Regions from separate parts of the Zea mays genome. Here region 2 is linked to region 1. The links are chromatin contacts, called in public Hi-C maps. All regions are on one chromosome and are shown on one strand. The core of a region is the stretch at or near the end of the contact, and the rest is flanking DNA. Distances in the headings are between cores, read along the strand shown.

Region 1 (2,700 bases), core at 134-2,633:
AGAACACAGTGTTCTATTAGTTAACACCGCCTACAAATGAACTATCTTATACAAACTAGTGCATATAAGGGATTCCAATCTATGGCTACAAAGTTGAAATGAACCCTAAAACAATGAATGTACATTCCAACTCGTAGTACAATAATAAGAACAGAAATCAGGGACAACACAGTCTGGCCACATCCTATCTCTATGTAAATTTGTGGAAACAAATAACTGAAATGTGAACATGTTTTCAATTTGAAGTGACTGACCATGTTGACATAAAAAAGCCTCATGATCTGGGAGACCCGACAAAACTACAAGGGAATCGTGGATGAATTTCATGTTGATTAATTTGAATGCTCCGGATATGGGAGAAAAAAAACCCCCCAAACCTGAAATGCCTTGCCCCAAATGCGGTATAAATTAATGAATCCGGACACAACAATTAGGGATTCATGGATGAAATACAAGTTGATGAATTTGAATGCTCCGGATCTGGGAGAAAACACCCCGCAAACCCTAAATGCCTTGCCCCAAAAACAGAGAATACAAAATACGGTAATGGATCAGTAGTATACACAATGGATTTGTGTAGATCGTACCTCGGTCTTCGCGGATCTGGCTCGGTGGAGCGAATGGAAGACGAAGACGACGGCGGCGACGAGCTTCGCTTCCTTTTGCCGGCAACCTTGGACGAAGTCGGCGGACGACGAAGCCGTTTGCCGATGGCGACTCTCCGGCGACGAGCTGGGGGAACCTCGCTTGGAACTTCGATTGCGGTGGGTCGCGCCTCATCGGTTGCAAGTGTTGCGAGCTCTACGCCGCCAGACCTGCCACCGCACGCCCGCTTCTCGCCCACCTGCCTCGATGCCGGCGGCGAAGCACGCCGGATCGAGGGCTCGGGCCCGGTAGATGCAGTCGCCAGCGCGGGGTAGGAGGAGCCGGAAGTTTCCTCGCGGCGGCTGGTGGAGGAGTAGCGCGGATAGCGCACTCTTGGGTGCCTCCCTATTTAGGGTGTCTGGCACACCCTCTAAAATTTAGAGGACGCTTTAGAGTTCCTTGTTGGAGACGTAGGAGACCTGACCGTTCCCTACATTTAACGGACAGAACCCTTTACAGGACCTTATTGGAGGCAGTCTTAGTCCTTCAAACCAAACGCGGCCTTACACCCCTATCAACAGTCACGCGGGACAAACCGGATTTATGGATTGTGGTCACTGGCAGTTGGCAGCACTACACAGTACACGCGTGACGCGTGCATCCAATACGTCATGCAAACATACAAATGCAAACGAGGAACACGCCCAGCTCCGTTGTCGTGTGCTCGCCGTGCCTCGCCACTGCCATGCTATAAAATCTTAGGAGCGGGCGGCACCTCGTTTTCCATTGCCTATCAACCGCTACTCACGCCGTACTGTCTGATCGGCAACACCTCGTGTACACGTAGGCCCGGAGATATGGCGGCATCGCCGGTGGCCATCGGCACGGCGGTGTTCCAGCGGGGGCCACTCCGCGTGGAGGCGAGGCACGTCGACTACAGCCAGGTCCCCAGCGTGCCCAAGCCGCTCATGGTGGTCGCCCCCACCGACGCCGGCGTCTACCCCGTGGCCGTCTTCCTGCACGGCTGCAACACGGTCAACAGCTGGTATGAGAGCCTCCTGTCGCACGTCGCGTCCCACGGGTTCATCGCCGTGGCGCCCCAGGTTCGTCTCCGTCGTCGTCATCGTGCAAGCATCGATCGTGTGCATGCATGTTTCCGTTCTTTTGCTGAGCTCTGAAAACACATCACAGCTCTACTGCGTGACGCTCAACATGAACGACTTGAAGGACATCGACGCCACCAGGCAGGTCACCGCCTGGCTCGCCGACAAGCAGCAAGGCCTGGCGCACGTGCTCGCCAACATCCTCCAGCTCCACGGCGTGAGGCCGGACCTCTCCAGGCTGGCGCTGGCCGGCCACAGCCGCGGCGGCGACACGGCCTTCGCCGTGGCACTCGGGCTCGGACCCGCCGCCTCGGACGACGACGACAACAACGCAGACGCAGGCACATCGCCGGCGGCGTTGCCACTCAAGTTCTCCGCGCTGATCGGCGTGGACCCCGTGGCGGGGCTATCCAAGCAGGCGCAGGTGGAGCCGAAGGTGCTGACCTTCCGGCCCCGGTCCCTCGACCCGGGGATGCCGGCGCTGGTCGTCGGCACGGGGCTCGGCCCCAAGCACGTGGGCGGGCCGCCGTGCGCCCCCGCGGGCGTCAACCACGCCGAGTTCTACGACGAGTGCGCGCCGCCGCGGTACCACGTCGTGCTGAGGGACTACGGGCACATGGACATGCTGGACGACGACGGCGTGCCCTACGTCATCAACAACTGCATGTGCATGAGGAACACCAAGGACACCAAGGACCTCGCCAGGAGGGCCATCGGGGGAGCCGTGGTGGCGTTCCTCAGGGCCACGCTGGAGGACGACGACGAGGATCTCAAGGTCGTGCTCGAGAACCGCCCTGGCCTCTCGCCGGCGGTGCTGGACCCAGTTGGGCATGACTTGGCTTGAATAGCAAGGCTGGCGGAGTGTGCTACATTGTCGCTCCTTATTTACACACACATACCACATGTTTCTTTTCCATTTTGTCCTCGATCGTGTCATGTCCCACTTGCCACAACTGTCCAGTCCGCTGGTGTCCAATGAATAGCAAGGATGTGACACTATTCGCGCGCTTCC
Region 2 (2,700 bases), core at 48-2,547, 150 kb before region 1:
TAGAAAAGAAACATCTTACCAGCTGTCTAGCAAATTAGCTTTTACCCAAGCTAGCAGCCAAAGAACAGTGGTATTAAGGCCACTGAAATGTTGTACAAGCAGAGTAGTTAATTTTTCTAATGCTCCACCTAATTCTGTTGTAAGCTAGCATTCACTCTACTAATGTGACGATGCAATCGTTAATCAAACAATAACACACATTGATGGCGGGCAAAATCAGTGGGAACGTGGCCACTGAAATGTTCTAAAAAATCCTTCCCAACACCATGCTTTATACCCAATTGAATCCTGGGTACACATCTACTGTTACCGCAGCTAGCATTCAAATAACTATGGGAACAACGTAGTCGTTGATTCAAGATAAATCAAGTGGAGGGGGACTATGGTCAACAGACTGCTCACCCATAGATGGACTCGCCACCTCTGCCGGTTCCTGTAGGATCCCCACCTTGCACAATGAAATCCTAAGCAGCAACAAAAACAGCAACCACTCATTACGTAACCAATATCAGATATTGACAACAAGCAAACTAAGATCAGTCAACACGAAATAGGAAACTCAGGAGAGACTTTGATGATGCGGTGGAAGATAACGTTGTCGTAGTAGCCACGTCGCGCGAGCTCGACGAAGTTCCGGCAAGTCTTGGGCGCGTGCCTGTAGTACATCTACGGATCGAGTGACCATCAGCATCAATCATGAAGTAGAAGTGCAGGGCCCAGTGCAAAGCGAGAAGTGGGAAGAGAGGAGATGCAACCGAGAGGAGAGAGGGGAGGTACCTCAACAGAGACAGCGCCCATGGAGGTCTCGAGGGTGACCTCCGGCGTTCCGCCGTCGGTGCTACCCCACATGCTGGGCAAGGGGCAGGGGACGGTAAGGTGGGCGGCGGCGGCGGCGGCGGGTGGAAAGCGGGAACGCGGAGGAGACGGGAGACGAGAAGCGAGGCAGGTCTGTCCGGGCTTGTGTGGGTGTACATCCGGGCCGGGCCCGCTCAAGCCGGAAAAGACACCGAACGGTTAAATTTCAGGTCGATCAGTAATTATTACAGGTTATATGTCCATGGATTTAATACTCAGCATATAGCTCGATATGTTATTGGTTAAATATATTTAAGCTTGAAAATAATTGAAAACGGTCGGGAAAATACTTAAACCATTACCGTTACTGTATTTTTTTTTGCCGAAATCAGAAACGGGAACGAGAATATTGGACGAAATAACGAAACCGATATTACAAGATATCGGGAACGGAACATGTTCAATCAGGAACGAGTCGATTATGATCGGGAATCGGTAACACGAAAAAGAAACATTTGCAGGCTATGACCCTATGACTATGATCCAAGACTAACAACCCCAAAGACATTCATTGCATAATAAATATTACAGAAAGCGGGCAAGCAGCCCAACAACCAACACATTCATTGCACAATACGCAAGATCCATGTCCATATTAGTATATTACTCGGTCCACATATTACCCAAAGACATACTCGGACGGCCCAAGTGCCCAACAGCAGAGAGTAGTATGCTGGTAGCCTAGTACTAGTACCTACCAGTGTTAGTAAACTAGCAGTCCACAACCAAAAGCCCAAAAGTATATGGCAAGTCCAAAAGTATCCACTATCTAGGCATCCAGCAACCAAAATTCACAAGTGACAAGTCCAAAAGTATCCACTATCCAGCAGCCAGCACCAGAACCTACCTCTACATGTCAAAGTAGCTCTGATCATCTGCATTTAGCCCATCTATATCTCCTTCATCAATGTCTATGACATCATCGTCCTACAACGTATGGAAGGCAACATATATTCATATATGGCAGCAACATAAACTTATATGGTACCACAACACTGATGTCTTTCCCCCCATTTTTTCAACTGCAAGTTGCTGCTGGCCTTTCACTATACTATGTGCCACCCTCAAATGTGTCCAAAATCCAGTTATTCCATAATTGCTCTCACATCGGCCCTTGTGCTTACATCTTGGCCAGCTGCAATGAGCCCACAACTGAACGTATGTCTTCCCATTATCCTCAATGACCAACCTCTTCTTGGTAAAGTACTGCCGTACATCAGATGTGCATTTCTTCTGCCTTTTTCCAGTAGGGACATCATCCTCAATATTGATGGCTTGTTCACTATTGCCGCCTCCATCCGCTGTGGCAGCAGCACTACCGTTGCCACCTCCACTTGGCAAAGTATCCCTACCTACATCATCTGCACCACAACCACTACCACATCCATCATTTGTTGCTGCCGCACCAGAACCACTAAGGTTTTGGCACATATTTTTTGACCTTGATCGCTTAGATCCTGACAAAAAATCAATAGATGTTTCTACCATTATATACATGTACATACAGCTACCATTATATACTGAACACACACAACTACTAGTGTAGCAGAGCAGTGCTTTACCTGATGTTGGATTTGGTGTAGGAAGTGTGGTGCTATGCACCACCACCGGCAATGGTGGATCCAGGATGAAGCGCTTGGCCTTGGATGCCGATGATGACGAGCCAACAGCAGAGCCATCGGCAGCAGCAGCCCCAGTCGGTGGCATGTTCTAGTCCTGTTTCCAGACGCGGAGAGGTTAGAGCAAGAGGAGTGGAGAATGTGGAGTGCAGCCGCCGACCGGTACCTGTCTCGCCGGCGAGCGATGGAGTAGGGCTCGACCGCCGCTGGCCTGCTGCTGGTGCAT

The links. A called contact is a pair of places that touch in the nucleus more often than the background predicts.
Region 2: a Hi-C map of endosperm shows a contact between it and region 1, with 2.9 times the contacts expected there. The contact joins the promoter of LOC100192733 here to the promoter of LOC100383045 in region 1. A contact is called at or near these places in 4 of 25 Hi-C or Micro-C datasets (ear, endosperm, leaf and 1 more).

What each region holds. Positions count from the first base shown.
Region 1 is chr1:209,099,888-209,102,587 of Zm-B73-REFERENCE-NAM-5.0, reverse strand. It overlaps LOC100383045, which reads left to right and starts at 1,383. Exons shown (of 2, transcript NM_001357101.1): 1 at 1,383-1,688; 2 at 1,777-2,602. The coding sequence starts at 1,443. The coding sequence ends at 2,532.
Region 2 is chr1:209,254,595-209,257,294 of Zm-B73-REFERENCE-NAM-5.0, reverse strand. It overlaps LOC100192733 (peptidyl-prolyl cis-trans isomerase-like 1), which reads right to left and starts at 1,297. Exons shown (of 6, transcript XM_020546665.3): 1 at 778-1,297; 2 at 571-666; 3 at 403-464. The coding sequence starts at 849.